Linked DNA regions of Salvelinus alpinus: region 1 is linked to region 2. A link is a contact called in public Hi-C data. All regions are on one chromosome and are shown on one strand. The core of a region is the stretch at or near the end of the contact, and the rest is flanking DNA. Distances in the headings are between cores, read along the strand shown. Region 1 holds the start of LOC139575115 (endothelial differentiation-related factor 1 homolog). Region 2 holds the start of qsox2 (quiescin Q6 sulfhydryl oxidase 2).

The links. A called contact is a pair of places that touch in the nucleus more often than the background predicts.
Region 1: a contact with region 2 is called in a Hi-C map of red muscle, with 7 times the contacts expected there. The contact joins the promoter of LOC139575115 here to the promoter of qsox2 in region 2. A contact is called at or near these places in 2 of 3 Hi-C or Micro-C datasets (muscle and red muscle).

Annotation. Positions count from the first base shown.
Region 1 is chr5:55,355,499-55,360,668 of SLU_Salpinus.1, forward strand. It overlaps LOC139575115 (endothelial differentiation-related factor 1 homolog), which reads left to right and starts at 2,743. Exons shown (of 6, transcript XM_071400122.1): 1 at 2,743-3,031; 2 at 3,768-3,859; 3 at 4,322-4,373. The coding sequence starts at 3,782. It overlaps LOC139575118 (a long non-coding RNA gene), which reads right to left and starts at 2,609. Exons shown (of 2, transcript XR_011674897.1): 1 at 2,375-2,609.
Region 2 is chr5:55,194,089-55,198,997 of SLU_Salpinus.1, forward strand. It overlaps qsox2 (quiescin Q6 sulfhydryl oxidase 2), which reads left to right and starts at 2,099. Exons shown (of 12, transcript XM_071400116.1): 1 at 2,099-2,529. The coding sequence starts at 2,256.

The sequences.
Region 1 (5,170 bases), core at 1,493-3,992, 160 kb after region 2:
CTGATTAGAACAGATTCTAGAACAAAGATCCACACTTTAGCTTATCCTATGAAAAATGTTCAGTTGCTGCCTTCTTGAACCTCCTGATTGCGCTTTTGAAGCGATGCTCTAATTCTACACATGGTGCATGCATGCTCAACGTGTTCTTCCAGGTTGTGATCAAATGCTCTTTATTTTCATGGTTTCTATATGTTCTATATTTTTCACCACATTAACTGGCCTTTCATAAATGTCTGTTAAATGTACAACCTTTTGAGTTTTGTCTATTTTCTGAAGATGCATATAATTATAGTGTTTTATGGTATTCTGAACTAATCTGATCATAGGGCAACAGAACTGAAGTTGTTGCCTATACAATGTCTTACAGACATCAACCATAACTTAAGAGGTACTTAATGGTGTTCTACAGCTGGATAAATTGCTTTGCAATGACCCAGTGTCACAAATTATGGCTCCTATTGATTGTGCAGCATACCCTGGGATACCCTTGGATGTAATATAACTGGGCACATTAGTCAACTAACGTTAGCTAGCCATGCTGCCTCATCATCATTATACTCAGCTATTGTTTCATTACTGGTAGCATGTTTTATCTATCTGTGATCACCAGTGATCATTGCTTAAGTGATTGATTAGATGGGTAGTCATGGATACAGCACACTATTGATTCTCTTTATTTATTATATACCTTTCAACGTCTGTTGGAAATTGGAAAACTGATTTTCCTCCCTTTCTCTGGACAGTATTGCAGCAGATTGCTGCACATAGCCTCATCTTTCTATCTCGTAATAATTGCAGTAGTTATTGGGATATTTGACAAACACATGAGATTCCAGCTCAACAATTTCATAATCAAGCGAGAAATTAGGTTTGCGTAACGATTAAAAAAAAAAATGTTGCTTCCCCTCCCCCTAAACAAAATCATAGAGAACATTTTACATTTATTGATGACGTATGTGTCTTATCGTGAATTTTTATTTTCCGAGACGGAGGACTAGTAGTGGAAAAACGTACAAAGACATCGATTTCTAGCTGTTTAAGCCAAGTACGTTTTTTGTTGTTGTTATTTGTGAGTTGAGAATTAGCTAGCTATCACCAAGAAGAGGACAAGTACCATTTGTGCGCATACTGAATATGCATGACATTTTTAATTAGGAAAACGCCCAGTACGTAGTGCACTCGTCCTAAACAAAGTAATCTCTATAAACAATTAGGTAAGTCTACCAACCTTAGTGCACTCTGTTTGATACAGATTTTAGTTTTGGAAACAGAAAACTGTATGTAGATCAAATGTTTAATTGATTAGAAAATTAGCAGAATGTCGGCCAAAATCCATCTTGTTCCAGTTTCTCCCACTGTGGCCAATGGGCTTCCTCACATCACCATATTTGGTAGTGAGTGGAAACGCCAACCGGATGCTTCACATTTATACATCCGGTGAAATCGGTATCCTTGTTCTATCTGTGAGATTATGGGTGTGTTCGTAAATTCACTCGGAAGTGCCAGAAGGCGTTTGTAAATTCAGAGTGTAGTCAGATTGTCCAAATCAAATCAAATCAAATGTTTTTGGTCACATACACATGGTTAACAGATGTTATTGCTAGTGTAGCGAAATGCTTATGCTTCTAGATCCGACAGTGCAGCAGTATCTAACAGGTAATATCTAACAATTCCACAACAAAACCTAATATCTAACAAATTCCACAACAAAACCTAATACACACAATCTAGTAAAGGAATGGGATAAGAATATATAAAATATATGGATGAGCAGTGACAGAGCGGCTAAGATGCCATAGATAGTATAGAATAGATAGTGTAGGATACAGTATATACAGTATATCACAAAAGTGAGTACACCCCTCACATTTTCATGTGACAACACTGAAGAAATGACACTTTGCTACAATGTAAAGTAGTGAGTGTACAGCTTGTATAACAGTGTAAATGTAGGACATTTTCACAAAATGTTGGACATTTTCACTTAGGGGTGTACTCACTTTTGTTGCCAGCGGTTTAGACATTAATGGCTGTGTGTTGAGTTATTTTGAGGGGACAGCAAATTTACACTGTTATTTCTTCAGTGTTGTCACATGAAAAGATATACTGAAATATTTACAAAAATGTGAGGGGTGTACTCACTTTTGTGATATACTGTACATATGAGATAAGTAATGCGAGATATGTAAACATTCTTAAAGTGGCATTATTAAAGTGACTAGTGTTCCATTTATTAAAGTGGCCAATGATATCAGGTCTGTAGGTAGGCAGCCACCTCTCTGGGCTAGTTAAGGCTGTTTAACAAATCTGATGGCCTTGAGAAAGAAGCTGTTTTTCAATCTCTCTGTCCCAGCTTTGATGCACCTGTACTGACCTCGCCTTCTGGATGGAAGCGGGGTGAACAGGCAGTGGCTCGGTTGGTGGTTATTGTTCTTGATGATCTTTTTTGCTTCCTGTGGAATCGGGTGTTGTAGGTGTCCTGGAGGGCAGGTAGTTTGCTCCCGGGGATGCGTTGTGCAGACCGCACCACCCTCTGGAGAGCCCTGCGGTTGTGGGCGGTACAGTTACTGAACCAGGCAGTGATACAGCATGACAGGATGCTCTCGATTGTGCACCTGTAAAAGTTAGTGAGGGTTTTCGGTGACAAGGCGCTGCTGCGCCTTCTTCTCCAACCTGTCTGTGTGCGTAGACCATTTCAGTTTGTCTGTGATATGTACACCGAGATGGCGTTTCCTACATTCACCACCTGGGGGCGGCCTGTCAGGAAGTCCAGGACCCAGTTGCGCAGGGCGGGGTCGAGACCCAGGGACTCAAGCTTTATGATGAGTTTGAAGGGTACTATGGTGTTGAATGCTGAGCTGTAGTCAATGAACAGCACTCTTACATAGGTAGTCCGTTTGTAAATTCTCTGGGAGTGTTCAGTGCGCACACTGGACGCTCTGGCCAAGGAGTAGCGTTGATCTGAACTTTCTGACCTCACAATGGCAGTCAAGTACCCAAGCTAACTGGGTAAAGTTAGCTAGCCACTTCTGTAAGTAAATGAGCGAACACCCCACTCTGACCATTTTTCTCGCCCTAGCAGAGCTGGTTAGGATGTTTTAATGTTATCTAGACTAGAGCGTTGGTAACTAACTGTGCTGCCGAAATCAAATTAATTACGTTTTTTTTGCCGACGTTTACTGACACTGGTCATATTCAACAGGTGTTTTACGTTCGTAAATCCATCAGTGCAGTCTGGCACACTCAGACAACAGCGCTCTGATATCGAATAGATAGCCAGAGTGAATTTCTGAACGTTGAAAACAACGTTCGGCCATCTTGGAGGCTATCTCTAGTTCATATGCCGCGTTCAAAACAACAGGGAGCTCGGTCCGACGTCTGAGCGTTCAAACTATTGGGAACTCGGGAAAAAAAACTAAATCCGACTGGGGAAAATCGATTTGAACGGCCATCCAACACGGAATTCCTACTCGGGAACTCTGGCCTCTTTCTAGAGTTCCGACCTGAAAATCACTGACTTCTTGATTTGACATCGTATTTTTCCGAGTTCCTAGTTGTTTTGAATGCGGCATTAGTATTGCTCAATGCGTAAAGGACGGTATGTGACGTCATTATAGAACTCCTGTGAACGGCGGGGTCGACTATTCGGTAGAGTACGGTACTTTCATAGTTACCACGTTATATTAGCGAGCGCTAAAGTTATCGTATAGCATACTGCCTTTACATTTGTATCTAAACCAACCTGTTTATACGTTGTTTCCATCAAGGTAAACTCAAAAACATGGCAGAAAGTGACTGGGATACCGTGACCATACTGAGGAAGAAGGGACCAACTGTCGCACAGTCGAAGTCGAAACAGGTAGTTAACGTTAGTTAGGTAGAGGCAGGCTTGTCTAATGCGTTTGCGAACGTTAGCTGATTACTAGCGTAGTCTGGCTAGCCAGCGTCTGAACACGCATGTCAGTGAACTGGGACCTAGCTGGCTTGGCTAGCTGGCTTGGCTATCTTTTGCCTTAAACTATTAGCATTTTTTTTTCTAGTCTTACTAGCTGTCTACCCTGCTAGCTTATTTGCATTCGAACTAGTAATAAGTTGGCCATAAATGGTTCCAAATGTACCTAACTAGCTAGTAACGTTAGCTAACTAACGTTACTATACTGTAGCAAGTTATGTTAACCAAATATGGTGGTGGTATTATTATTGACTTTCCCTTTAAACGGTGTGTGTCTTGTAATGTGGCTTTTAACAAGTTAAAATGTATGAACTTTCTACACAGTCAGGACACATTGACACAACAATGTGATACGTTACTGTCGTTTAGGCTGTTGCAGCAGCTCAAAGACGTGGAGAAGAACTTGATACCACTAAGAAATGTAAGAACTCCCATCAATGTTCTGCTGTCCTTGTATTATATTTTGGTTTGGTAGGATGTTGTGCCATGTCTGTGGTTATTATTCAATGTTGAGATAAGATGGATAGCTTGCTACACACACCATCTCAATAATGTCATCAAGGTCTTGAGTTTTTACTACATTTTTGTTCTTTCCTGCCAACTAGATTTTCATTATCTCCAATGATGGAATCATGGCAGTATATAGCAAATGTTTGAATTGTGTACTAAAGGGGAGTAAACTTATTCATATTTAAGCACAAACGCACACATTTGTCTGCGACATAAGTCTAGAAATCAAGTTATTTAAATCTGCCAATACAGGTTGCTAGAGCCTTTTTGTATATTCATATAGTGCCATTTTGTATGATATGTAACTAAAGGGGCCACCCATTGTCTTTCGACAACTAGGCTACATCAGAGCAGACTGCTGTAAATCTCTGACATAAGACGATGCCAATCTTGATTCTTGGGATCCACAGGGTGTACTTTTTCCAGCCTAGTTGTAACATACAGTAGTTGATTAAACTCAAGTGCTTTATGATTAGTTGAGTCAAGTGTGTCTACTGGGCTGAAACAAAAGCCTGCAGACCATGTGGGTCCCCAGGATCAGGAATGAAGAACAGAGGGTGGTCCTTTTTGTTTCAGTCTTGTATCTTAGAATTAATTTAAGATCGTGCAGCATTGGCCTGATAGTCCCAATAATTAGATCTTGTTGTTGAATTTATGTTAGCTTATTACCCAGAGTTTCCCAATCTTGGTCCTCTGGACCCTAATGGG
Region 2 (4,909 bases), core at 849-3,348:
GACCACAATTGGTTAAAGATAAATAAAAAAGTATACTAGTTTCATTTAATTTAAGGACCAAAAAATGTACAGCCGTGCCATATAGATTGCAAAACAGTTGGGAAGAGATTTTTGACCTACCGATTCCATGGCACATGGTTTATGAACTGATTCCATGGCACATAGTTTATGAACTGATACGCAAAACGACACCGGATTCGAAACGTTGAATTTTTCAATTTAAATTATTATACAGAATTCTTGCAACCAACAGAATGTTATTTATATGGGGGATACAACCTTCCCAGCACTGCAGAGTTTACTGCGAAGAGGCAGAATCATTAGATCATTTGTTTTGGTACTGTCCATATGTAGCTTGTTTTTGGTCACAGGTCCAGGAACGGCTGAAGAATTGCAATATTTACCTGGAGCTAACCCTGCGGACAGCACTACTGGGCGATCTGAAAGTCATATTCAGTCGCTCAATAATATAATAATACATATGTAACAGTATAACTTTAGTACGTCCCCTCGCCCCGACCTCGGGCGCGAACCAGGGACCCTCTGCACACATCAAAAACGGTCGCCCACGAAGCATCGTTACCCATCGCTTTGTGGAACCACTACTTCTAGGTGTATGTGTATATGTATATATATATATTTGCAAAAAAATATATGGGGGATTGGAAGCGATGCAGTCAATTACATTGATCTACCTGCAATATTAAAGCTGATCTACCCCCCCCCACCCCCCCCAAAAAAGATGCACGTGAGCAGGTATGTGTACCAGGTGTGATTGAATAACAGGTATGTGTACATTACTTTTACAACGCTTGTGCGCAAATCGCAGGCGATGTGGTCAGCATGTTATGCCTCGATTACACCGACAATGTTTTTGCACTTTTGCATTTTGGTACAACAGAAGTACATTAATTTCCAATGGAACGCTGCACTTGCGTTGCAGAGGCAGTTGACGTGCGTTCTGTGTGGCGCATGTTGGATTTATCGAATATATTCTTCAAACTGTATGCGCAGGCCGCTTGACAGAAATGGTAGCAGAAGGTGATTTATGAACTTTTGTTGCACACATATCAGGAGGATGCTGCGTATCATTGTTGGTGTGATCGAAGCGTTAGTGGAAGGTAGCGAGATAGTGTATCCAATATCAGACCAGAGTGACCGCTGAAGCACATTTATTGCACCGAAAATCTACAACTACGGCATTGACTTTTACATTTTTTTGTTAAAAAAAATCCAAAACAACAACGAACAATTCAGTCGGATAAAAACTGAATCACTCTGAACACTCCCAAATCCCAATTTCTGCAGACAAATTTCAGTCTCGCTGAAGATTCTAGCCACAATCGCAATATTTTATCACAGATAACACAATCACAGATATTTTATCGGATTTATAAATCATCCGCTTTGCGAGAAGAAGCCCACTGGCCGGTAGTGGGAGAAGCAGGAACGAGATGGATTTTGGCTGACATTCGGCACATTTTTACATCGATGAAACATTTGATCTCAATACAGTTTTCTGAGGGTGGGTATAATTTGTGGAACGTCCCAACAGGAATCTGTTCCAAAAACTTCGTAAAGTATAAGGTGGCCAACAAAAAACGCATACAAAGTAGCATGATCAATTCACCTAGCTAACTAGCTGCCGAATAGGCATCAACTCACCACGTAGCTTATTCTTAATGTTTGTCCATAGGGTACCAGAGTGAGGACAGACATTTTTTGGACTAAACGTGGTGAGTGAAACCTAATGAAATGGCCCACTCCCTACCCGGTATCTTATTCTGCCACTAACAACTTTGTATGCATGCGTTGTTTGTTTGCAAACTGGTTATTTACAATGTTTTTGGAACAGATTCCTGTTGGAACGTTCCACAAATTATACCCACCCGTTTTCTATTCCCTACAATCTGATAAAAAAAAAAAAAAATCGCGTTGTTTAGAATGAGTGTAAATGCGAATTGGGTTGTTGCACACGCGCACTTCACAGAGGCGTTCCCTAACGGAAATATGCAGATATCTGCTAGAACGCGCCAATAGGATCTCGCTAGCTCGTGCCCACCTTGCTTGTTCTGCCCACTATGACTCATTCGTACCCATTGGAAATGACAGGCTGTGGTCTATCTTGGTTTAGTTGAACAAATCTTTGACTGAACCGAATCCGTTCGTCTCCACTCGCCATACGTCATCAATTTTGGCACCAGGCGTGTCCGTCCGTAGCCTCTCGCTTTCCATCTCCACATTGTCTTTACGATATGGCGACTATGTGTGTTGACCGCTGCCCTTCGCTCCGAAAAACAGGTTTTTTATTGTTCAAAACGAGCATTATTTTTGTGTTTCTATTTAATCCGTCTCTAACCACTCGGCTGTATTCTGAGGAGGACCCCGTGGTTATACTGACAAGCGCGACTGTCAAGCAGACTTTGCTCAACTCTTCCACCGCTTGGCTGGTCCAGTTCTACTCATCGTGGTGTGGTCACTGCATCCAGTACTCTCCTACCTGGAAGGCACTAGCTGGCGATGTAAAAGGTGAGTCTTATGGATATTTAGCTAGCTAGCACGGCCAAAGAAAATGTTTGCTAGCCTTTTCTAAATTATCTTTCCCTGTTGTGTTTCTGCTATCTTCTTAGCCGATAGCTAACAACGTTAGCTGGCTAATATTATTAGCTGCTTGATAACTAGCTAGTTTAGTAGCTACCTTAATTGAGTGTGGATTCAAATGTGATACACTAGTTGGCTAACATTACAAATAACAATAACGGTAAGCATAGTCATAATGTTAACTATTGTGTGCATGTTTTCTTAGCTAGCTATTTGGATCGATGTTTTTTCCCCTCATCTGCTCTTCTAGTCAACATATGGTACGGTTTAACACCGTGGTTAAAGTTGGTTTGAAATTAGATATTTGCCGAATATTCGGACCTTCAATCTTCAATAGGTCGAACGATTTGAGCTAACGTCACATACACGAATTTACGAACGTACCCTTCATTAACAATGTCAATTGAGAACGCACAACGACTGTACCACTTAGCTAAGCAAAGAATGACGTGAATAATCAAGTCAATAAACGTTGGGTAGTTAGTTGAATATCATATAATTAATATACTGGCAAGTTTGATGTATTAGTAGGCAACTAACATTAGGTAACTAGCTAACATACAGGCACATACTGCTGTAATGATATGCGGTTCGTAAGAATAGCGTAACTAACAAATTGTCTGCCAACATAACGTGTAACTTATTTGAAAAGTAATTACTTTATTACATTGCTCATCATTTTCTTAACATGTGTCATAATTATTTAAAGCAATGAATTTGTCGGACTTCGGCTAAATATTTTCTGCCATTTACTTCAAATCTGATAACGTTTTGAATCGTTTAGAATTGCATTATGGGCTCTAAAAGCACAGAAATAGTGTCCACTGCTCGTATACTTCATATTTTGGTGTATTTAGTACAACATCTGGGAACTTTTGGTGTACCATACTATGACCAATAAGCATACTGCATCCTCAATTTATGTATTACCACTGTCCCTGATGTAGACATTATGAACAATGTCCAAACATAAATAAAATATGATCTAAATCAGGGTAATCTAGTCAACTCACCTTTAACAACAGGTGCACTGGATGCTGCAGCAGAAAGGATCAGAGAGCTCGAACATCAAGTCCAGAAACTGAGAATAAGCCACTCCCCTCAGTTACAAGTCAACAGATTCTGTGCTTCTGATGAAGATTTTTGATTCTATACCCATTTCCAGTTGGAGATTTTCACTGGATCTAAGCTGGTCCAATGGACAGAGAATCGGACTGCTGACTGGAAACAACCCCCAGTACTAACCGCAAGTTGCAAGTCATTGACAAGTTCTTCCTGTATTGCTGCCATTTAGCTTTAGGATTGAAGGTGAAGGTCTTGCCTGACATCTCTAGAATAAGTGTCCCTACTGTCAGCCGTGTAGTCATCACATGGGCCAACTATCTTTTCCTAGTCCTGGGTTCATTGCCCATCTGGATGAACAGAGAGGATGCGATTGTGACGATGCCTGACAAGTTCCAACAGCACAGTCCAGACGTCAGAGTTATCATTGACTGCACAGAAATAAGATGTGAGAATTCAACATCCTTACTCTTCAATCTGAGATATTCTCCTTTTATAAGAGCACTAACACCTTCAAGGGGCTAATCGGGATTGCCCCATGTGGAGCAGTTACTTTTGTCTCTGAGCTCTACACCGAACCGGTGTATCAGAGGACAAAGGTAACTACTCTCTGACCGAGACATCAAAAGGCTTTCAGGAATTGTGGAGTTACTGGAGCCTGGAGATGGTATCATGGCTGACGAGGGATTCACCATCGAGAGGATGCTGGCTGATGTTGGGACAAAGCTAATCATTCCCCCGTTGAAGAGAACAGCAATGAGGACACTGAAAGTATACAGGCCATAGCTCGTCTGAGGATTCTGGTGGAGAGAGCCATCAGAAGAGTCAAGGACTACCACATCTGGGAAACAACAGTTCCACTCACCTTGGCAGGGACTGTAACCAACGGCTGCTTGATGACCAAATATCAAGGGTCACTTGATGTCGAAGGACAGACTAGTATGATCCAATATTAGCCCTTCAAACCCACCTTCTACTGTCCTACACTGTTCCTGTTCAGCTCTGCCCGAATCCTTAAGATGAAAACAGTGACTGACTGTTGTGTAAAAATATTTTGTAAATTAGTTTTAGTAAATATGTTATTTCTTGTTGGTACACGTTTTTTTTATGACAGTCATTTTCAATCACCTTAACTTGTATGACCATTGTAAGTCAGTCATCTTATGGCATTCCCTGTGACAATCAGTTCTATTCTGGAATTTGTTTGGGGAGACTGCATTGTAGACCCCACCCGGTAAATAGAGCC